Regions from separate parts of the Pungitius pungitius genome. Here region 1 is linked to region 2. The links are chromatin contacts, called in public Hi-C maps. All regions are on one chromosome and are shown on one strand. Each heading gives the region's core, a stretch centred on a gene start, on an enhancer-like site or on the middle of the called end of the contact. The rest is flanking DNA. Distances are from core to core; before and after follow the strand shown. Region 1 holds the start of gdf3 (growth differentiation factor 3). Region 2 holds the start of creb1b (cAMP responsive element binding protein 1b).

Region 1 (4,338 bases), core at 1,631-4,130, 160 kb after region 2:
CAGACATTTTAATAGAATATTGTACTGATAATCAATTGAAAAAATCCAGTTACAAGTTTCCCATGTAAATAATGTTGGATTAAGAGTTTTTACATAAAGACAGAGATAATAAACATTTGTTTAACTGATTGGGACCCTACAGGGAACCAAAACTACTGATCAGGTCCCTTCCTCACCCCCCATTCATTCCCCAAACTCCATTTCTCTCTCTCCCCCCCTCACTAATTACTACAACCTGCCACCTATCCCAGTTGCCGTGGCGACCAGCCGTCACCACGGCAACCCCAGTTGTCTGTCTGGCTCCGTGAGGGAGGTGTTATCTGGCAGGGAGGTGAGATAAGAGTTCATTTCTGCTTCAGTGGATAAAAGGGAACGTCTCAGTCAGTGAAACCACAGGGAGGCCTTCAACCTGTGATGGGACTGGTTCCACAACTTCTGATCAATGTATTAAAGACCTGGCTACCACGGTGGTGCTTTCCAATGAGCATTTGCTCAGTTGATTTAGTAGTATTATAGAACAGAAACAATCCAGCGCTTTACCACGTTAGAGCACCAAACAGTCCCTAAACTCAGCTTCTCATACGTGGGATTATTCACTTTAACCAATCAGAGCAGCACACTGCACAGAGGGAGGAAAGAGTTGCTCAGTTCTACAGAGGCACCCATCTACAAAGTAGGATTTAGGGGTCTGAACCGTAGTGGTTCTATCTCTACATTTGGTTGGGGGGGGATGTTGTATAATCTGCAATAAAAAGAACTCAAGATTAAGTTCCACCAGGAGAGGAAAGGACGACATGGTCCAGAGCCCTGAGTAGAGGTGGTCTGGGCCCTCAAAGCTCCGCCTGAAATCAGTGACTCATCTTTTCAATACAGTCCTCCAGATTATCTTTATTCAAATGTTACATTCTTTAAAATATTTGACATCACATTGTACACTGAAAACAGAAGTTACTCACATTGAAACTCTTTTAAAAAAGAAAAAAAAAAGAAAAGAAAAGGAGGAATGAAGCGATACTCGACGGTCAGAAAAACGTCCGCCCCCGACCTCACCGGCACCCGCACTCGTCCACCACCATGTCCTGGTAGTGGCGGAGCACCACGTTGTCGTTGTTGTCGTAGTAGAGCATGGAGATGGGCGAGAGGCGGATGGGGACGCAGCACGGCTGCGGCGTGACGTGCGGGTCCAGCGAGTGCACCAGGGTCTGCAGGATGGCGTGGTTGGTGCCGTTGAGGCTCTCGCTCAGCGGGAAGGGGCACTCGCCGTGGCAGTAGTTGGCCAAGTAGCCCTGCGGCGCGATGATCCAGTCCTGCCAGCCCACGTCCTTGAAGTCGATGTAGAGGCGGCGCGCCCGGCACACGTTGCTGGGCGTCACGGGGAGGTGCACGGCGCTCCGCCGCCGCCGGGAGCGACACTGGTGGGGGTTGAGGGACACGGCCACCAGCGAGGCCCGCACCAGCGGCAGGGCGAAGGCCGGCTCCAGCGGGAGGGCGTTGCCCGGGCGGAAGGGGAGGAGCTGCTCCTCCCCCGGCTCGCCGCCGAGGGGCAGCAGCTCCAGGAGGAGGCCGTAGTTGCGTCCCGGCCTGCGCCAGCTCTCCGCCAGCGGCGTGAGGTCCAAGGTGACGGAGGTGGGCTCGGGGTGCGCGGGCACCGACTGGGACAGCACGGGTCGGCGGCCGGCCTTGGGGTCGGCCCCCCTCAGCGTGGCCCGGATCACTTTGTACAGGGTCATGCTGAGGGCCCGGGGCCCCTGCAGGAGCTTCCAGTGGAACTTGATCTCCAGCTGAGCCAGAGACAGCAGCTCCACGGGCTGCAGGACGGACACGTTGAAGTAAAGCGGCTTCTCCAGGCAGCCGCCGCTCCAGCCAGATGGCAGCGCGCCTGCAAGGCATCGGCCGGGGGGGGGGGAGATAAGCAGAAGGCCACAACTTTGAGGTCTCTCACACATGATTTTAGCCGCGATGGGGGCCGATTACACGTTTTACATCAGGAAAAATCTTAAATTACTGCAAAACAGACTCATTAAATGAATGGAGAGGTACATGAGAAGTATGAAATCAACACTCCACAAGGGATTTACTTTGTTATTTAAACTAGTACTTCACTGTATGAAGTGGACTACCAGGTTAGCCTCTTGATAAATTATGACGCTTTGGGGGTTCAACCCGGGTCGATTGTGCAGACTGTTAAAAACCTGTGATCCGCCACAAACGTAGTTCAAAATTCATAGTGCAAATATCAACACATTACAAAACTTGTATTCGAGTGCAACAGGATCATTTCCCCATTTGGCGATTTATCCAACTTTACACTTACATTTAAATCATAAGTTTGGCATACTGGATGTGGTCTTTCAAAGACTTGGCATGGTCTAACCAAAAAAGTCCAATAAGTCCACATTTATTAGATAAAAGATGAACTGTGCATCATTTAAGAACAGACTTAAAGGAATTGCTGGAAGCAGCATACCGGGAGTCACGCACCTTGGTCCTGCACGTAGCGGATGATGTTGCCGCGCACGCCGTACTCGGACACCGTGCACGGGTCGCTCTCGCGGGCGTGGCTGTTCTCGGACCTCTGGAACATCCTCCAGATCTCGGAGGGCACGTTGCGCCGGGGCAGCCGGTTGCCCGCGGGCCGAGGCCGCTCGGAGAGCCCCATGGAGCCGAGGAAGAGGCGCTCCTGCGCCCGCATGTCCTCCACGCGGGAGAGCGCGCACGTGCCGAGGAGACACGCGGCCGCGAGCAGCGCCACAAGAGTCGCGTTCGGCCTCATGGCTCTTTGTGGCCTACCTTGGCTGCGTGGGGCTCCTCACCTGTAAAGTCTCGCACTCTTCCGCCCCCCCCACAGAGAGGAGGGGCGTTCGTTTTACGCGCTGAGACCCCCCGTGGTGCGGCTGCATAGTCATGTTAACGTGCTCGGATATCCGCCAAAATTAAAATTAAAACAAAAGTTTATTCTCACAAGCTTATGTTATCAGACCTTATTTCGGGTACCGCACACGGGGTCACGTGGCCCACTTTAGGTCCCGTACACGCACGTGTTGCAGTCAAACTGCAAACTTTTAAAACTAAATCAATGAATTACATTAAAATAATAAATTTAGCCCATCAGAGCAGGAATTCGGTTGTGCAAAATAGAAACTATTGCAATTAGACCTCCTGAACCCTCGCACTGAAATCTTTATTTAAAAAGTAACTAGGAAAGGCCTCTAGCACCCTCCAGCGGTGGCATGAAGAACAACACCTGCAGAAACCACTGAATACTAGTGGGGTGTGAAGCATTACTGCTGCCAGCACATTATGGATTCATTTGGGATTCCTTCTTATTGTAAATCATGTGTGTGTTAGTCTATTGGTATTAAAGTTTATATAAAGCAGTGATTAATATACTAATACTACCCTGAAAATATACAAGGTGAAAATAAAGAGCCTGTACTCAGGTGTGTCCCTACCACTGATCACTCATTAAGTAGGAAAAGAGCCTTCCTAGTGAACACTGTAGGAACACTGCACACTTATAGAAACCACAGGTTCACGTCTGTGAGGGCGACACCTTTAACGAACCCTGCTGCAGAGAACACCTTCAACTGTAACGTTTCTTGCTACCAGGTATTAAAGCACCAAACATCAGGTCAGTTCCGAGGAATTTTTAATATAGTTGGCAATCAGAGGATTCGGATTCAAATTAAATATTTACAAATCAGTATGTACAGTAATCATCGAAGAGCAGGAGGCTGTAGTTACACCGTGTGTGTGTATGTGTGTGAGCCAGGTGGGGGGGTAGTTGACATTATCCTCTCACAGAAATTGATGCACGCACGCATACATAAACACACACTGTATATGAACAATCCAATGAAAAGTGTAAGACAATAATGTGCACGCACACAGTCAGTCTGAAGTGCTGTTTTCAGGATGTTTGCATTTCAGTTAGAGGGCAGAAGTCAAAATAAATAAAGTTCTTCAATGTGTAGTTGGAGGTACATCCATAATCACAAAAGACTTTCCCATCATGCTGCTGCTGGCGAGTTAACTGATGTTCAGAAAGGTATAGACGTCGTGTTTCATCATCCAACTCATGTTTGTACGACCGCCGCCCATAAAGGGGAGCGATGCTCTTTAGATGTTCCAATTCCTTATCCAGATTAAAACCGTTAATTCACCAGAATCTTTCTGGAATGACCATTTATTTGGTAAAATGAGTTATCATTGACGGTTGTTTTACACGCAAATCAATCTTGTTATTGATGAATGCACCAGCAAGCACCAAAAGTCCACAAAGTAAAACACAAAACGAGGCTCGAGGTCCCTCGGTTCCACCAGACGTCGTTGCACCGG
Region 2 (4,848 bases), core at 604-3,103:
GAGGATGAACGCAGAGTTCCAGTTTGTGTAGATGAACAGCGTCTCCAGCACGTGCAGCTAAACTCACAATCACTCTGTAAAGTGATGTGGTCTTTAATGCTGGTCAGTACATTTTTTTTTATTTTTTATATTTTGTTTTGTTTCACTAAAGTCAAGGGTTTTATTACGTCCCAGAACGTCTCTAAATGTGATACAGTTAAGCAAAGGAAGTTTGCTTCCTGTCTGCAAACACAAACAACAATCTACATCTACACATTGAGGGGAAAAGTCACAAAATAACCTGGGAACAGGAAACACTGACACTCCTCCAGTAATGGAATCCATTTAAAAAACGTATCATTTTATTAAGTAAAGCCATGCAAGTAGTTAATAATTAGTTTGTTTATTATGTTTTCTATGATTCATCTGAAGTAACTAATATTTGTCCAATAATTGCAGTGGAATATAAAGTACAATATAGTATTAGTAGAAGTTTCAAAAGTTACTTTTGCGCAGATGGTTTTCCACTGACTCTAAACCAGAATATCATTATGAATTGAGCTTCTGGATATCAGTAACTCATTTGATTTTACTTCTTATTATTCAATCCTCATATAATACATGTATGTATACTCACTCAGTGTGTGTGTGTATGTGAGGTGTGGAAGGGGCTACAGCCTATATTCCACTGTGCACCTCTTGTGTTGTAACATGATTAATAGTTAAACCGTGTTTTAAAAAAAAAAAGTAGTAGAAAACCGAAATAGCGCAGTTCTCAGTAGAGTAAAAGTACTTTCTACCGCGGGTCATTACCTCTGGGATTCAACAGCAACGGTTATTACGATGTAAGAGACACTTAAGAAACTCTTATTGTGAAACTCTGATTCACTGACGTCTTTCAGCGGGGAGCGTTAAGGGCTCGCGGGTCGGACCTCGGGCGGCGCGGCGCGCACTCGTCCGGGGACGCGCATCCCGGTGATCTCACGCGCCGCGTCGCTTCTCTCTCGCTGCATGATTGGCTTCACGCGTTTCTCCCTCTGCTTTTCAAAACATCACTCGTGTGACAGCAGAGGCACATGGCCGGGGCAACGCCCCCACCCCCCCCCCTCCCCTCCACGGTCCCACACACCGGCCACATCCCCGGGAGACGGGACCACGGAGCACGGCGTGCGACCGGGGAGCTCGAGAAATGAAAGGCGGGGGAAAAAAATAGTCGACAGGCATTTTCTTTTTAAACCAAACGCGACGGACTGCGATAAAAAGTCGCAATTTCTACCGAGTCCTGAATGAATGGGAAACACGAACGAGGCGGTTGGAAATGTGAGCGGGAAACTAGAATTTCGGAAACATCGAATTAAATCGAGCGAGCAGCAGACGCAAATGAACATATCGCTGATGGCAGGGGTTCAATGCGCCGTTAAATCTAGGAAACGGCGCAAGAAATGTGCGCATAAATCGGCATGTTTAAGCATAATTTGACCGGGGAGTCAAAAAGACACTTAAGTGCTTTTACGGTTTCTAACGTGTTAACAGACCAAGTTCCCATCCTGGGTCGTTACGAAAAAGCCGCACAGTTTGCACCGTTTCCCCAAAACCGCCGCAGCCTCCCCTCCCTCCACCCTGCTCCAAACACATCGCGGCGCCATGATCTCTTTGTTTCCTTCGGGCCGAACCCGACCAGACCGACCCTTGCTACGCCTCTCCCTGAGCCCCGGACACCGCTCCGTCCTTACCGATACGGACTCCCTTCGTCACTCCCGGGCCTCCGGAGCTCCACTTTTATTCTGGCCGACACGTAAGAGCCCGCGTCAGGCTACACCTCCGCCGCGTCACCGGGAACAACAACACGGAGATTGGAGAAGGACGAGACAGCAGAAGGCGACGCTGGCCGGAAATGCCCGACGACGGGACGGAGAAGAACGGAAAATACCGAAGAGGAGCGGAACTTAACGAAACCCTCCCGCCTCGTGAATTGGTGCACCTTCATAACAGGAAACGCTTTTTAATGTATACCATTTTTACAATCTATCAATTTAAAATAAAACATTGTAATTGATCGATTGGATAGATCCTATAAAACTAGTATTGTTTGTTTAGACAATTTCAGTGCGGTTTGTAACTAAATGCATGTTATTAAGTAATGGTACTTGCATATTTCATAAGTATTTATATGTTTACACTACATTTCCACACAAGTTCCACTCATTTTGGATTTTTGTGCTTTTATAAACACCAGTTACTTGGCAATTTTAGAGAAGAAATCCAGTAATGCATTGTGATATATTCTTTTAGATAAAAGTACCTTTACATTGTGAAAGTTCATTTTTACATTTGTTCCTACTGAAGGGGTTGGAACAAGTAGTTTTACTATTGATACGTCTATGTAAGTAGAAGGTTGGGTATAGCCTTCTCCTTCGACCACTGGAAAATATCCAGTGAAGTGGGTAAACCAATACATTGTTTCTGGTAAGATAAATTACGATTTAATTTGTATCTGTATCCCCCCCATTATCCGCAGCATGAATACAATTCAATTAATGTCCACTGTATGGAGACAGATGTTTCAGAATGAGATAACTCAAAACCTGTCTTACCTATATGAGGTATAGGCATAGGTTGCCATAGGGAAGGGGTCACACGGGGTGGAAACTTAGTGCTCAACCACCCAGAGTACAGCCCTGTTGTGTTAGAAATGGGACCCTTGCTGTGAGGTGACGGTGCTTTAACCGCTCCACCACCATGGCACCATCTGGCTGGTGCGCATCATCGAGATCACGATCCCAGTCTCAGATCCCTCCACAGACACTACACTCAAGGCTATTCATTCACACGCCTCCTCATTACATGGATACTTGCAAAATTGTAATACCATTTGGTAATTTGACATTTCAGAGTAGCAAAAGCTCAGGTGTAAATAATCAAATGAACACTCTGGATTCCATTTAGCTGCTTTAGTTTCAGGGTCCTGGAAAGTGATCTGGCTGGTCAGGGCTCACAGAACAGACGAGAGCTCCATTGTTTCATGCCAAGTCAAAATGTCTGCTGTGACCAGGGCCCCGGTGAAGGCCCTCTCCCTGTGACCACCAGGGGGAAGCAGGAGACCGTTTCAATGTACACAGGATCTGCAGGGACACGTTCAAGCATTGTGTCTTTATGACCATCCCTTCATTTCATGGGTTTGTGGTACATTTGACCAAGTTATCGCCTCCGACCAACCTGGGTCTTGAATCAGATGTATCTTCCGCCATTCCAAATCATGACTGAGTCACAATTGTGTGAACCCGTATATCTTAGGATGGGTTACTTCAAGAAACCCCTGGTTTCGAAATACTTCAGCACAGATTCATAGAAATACACCCAGTGCTGGACAGCATTACCATGCCTTAGGTAGAAGTATACTTCTTTAGATAGACCCCGGATTCCTAAGCAAGAACAAAAAGTTTTCAAAGTTTTCATTTTCAATGTTTTTTTTCTTCTTTCAAGGCTCTGAGTGTATAGCATCATATGCAGTTTTGACAGCATTCCGCACACAGATGGAGCCTGTTTTTTGACTTTTTCTTCTTCTTCTTCGTCTCCCCAGATGGCGGCGCCTCAGTGCTGTGCAAACTCCCCCCCGACCATGTGCTCCCGAGGTCTGCCTCCCCTCCTCCTCCCCGGCGACAGGGAGGAGAGAGAGAGAGAGAGGGAGGGAGGGAGAGGGAGCTGCTGGCGTGTCATCGTGCAGATACGCAGAGTTTATCAAGGCAATTCCTTTTATAATCCTCCTGATGCTCGTTGCCGGTGTTTTATCTGTTTAATAGCATTTTACTGCAATGCGCCGTAAAGAACACCCTTTTTATTGTGACACCAAACACATTGTTTGGGGAATTGACCCTGCCTGGGTAATGAAGAGCAGTGTATTTGTAGCCAGCTGAAAGAAAAAAAAGGAATTCCAAAAAAATCAAGGATGGGGAGAGGGAGTGTGGGGGCAATTTTGACCCAAAGAGGAGAGGAGGAATATTTTACGAGGCGGGGGAGGAAGCACGTCCCATTAGGGGTTTCATCACGGCTGGTTTTTAGTTGTCATCTGGTTTTGCAGGATTGTCGTCCTTTAGTTAACGTTCAACATAAAAAAAAACAAGAGCGCCACATGTTTAATGCCGCCGCTTAAGTGCCATCATGCAACATATATCAATTACAATTAATACCAGCCGTAAGAATACATTTAGAATATAAGACAATAAATTGAAGGGGAAACCTGTAATAAACGTGAGAGGAGAATCATAATGAGCACAGAGGCTTCCGCACGTAACGCCGATCGAACCCTACGAACTCCGCCAAACGCCACTACCAGAACGCCCCCCCCCCCCTCCCCCCCCCCAGCCAAGGAGAATATCTGCTCTGAAGGTGTTCGTTCCTCCAGAGGCAACAGAGAGTATCAGTGAGTACTGGAGCTGCTCTGGCTGCATGTGAACGCTGCCATGAGGCTCGGCCATGGTTGCCTTGGTCCTGGTAGCCTTGGTCCTGGTTGCCTTGGTCCTGCCTTGGTCCTGGTTGCCTTGGTCCTGGTAGCCTTGGTCCTGCCTTGGTCCTGGTTGCCTTGGTCCTGGTAGCCTTGGTCCTGCCTTGGTCCTGGTTGCCTTGGTCCTGCCTTGGTCCTGGTTGCATTGGTCCTGGTAGCCTTGGTCCTGCCTTGGTCCTGGTTGCCTTGGTCCTGCCTTGGTCCTGGTTGCATTGGTCCTGGTTGCCTTGGTCCTGCCTTGGTCCTGGTTGCATTGGTCCTGGTAGCCTTGGTCCTGGTTGCATTGGCCCTGGTAGCCTTGGTCCTGCCTTGGTCCTGGTAGCCTTGGTCCTGCCTTGGTCCTGGTAGCCTTGGTCCTGCCTTGGTCC

What was found. Hi-C and Micro-C count contacts between places; a contact is called where the count stands out from the background.
Region 1: a contact with region 2 is called in a Hi-C map of muscle, with 6 times the contacts expected there. The contact joins the promoter of gdf3 here to the promoter of creb1b in region 2. A contact is called at or near these places in 2 of 2 Hi-C or Micro-C datasets (both in muscle).

The regions. Positions count from the first base shown.
Region 1 is chr10:18,725,081-18,729,418 of fPunPun2.1, forward strand. It overlaps gdf3 (growth differentiation factor 3), which reads right to left and starts at 2,881. Exons shown (of 2, transcript XM_037487764.2): 1 at 2,482-2,881; 2 at 753-1,879. The coding sequence starts at 2,773. The coding sequence ends at 1,047. It overlaps trappc10 (trafficking protein particle complex subunit 10), which reads right to left. Exons shown (of 23, transcript XM_037488817.2): 23 at 3,633-4,338.
Region 2 is chr10:18,561,402-18,566,249 of fPunPun2.1, forward strand. It overlaps creb1b (cAMP responsive element binding protein 1b), which reads right to left and starts at 1,854. Exons shown (of 8, transcript XM_037489087.2): 1 at 1,713-1,854.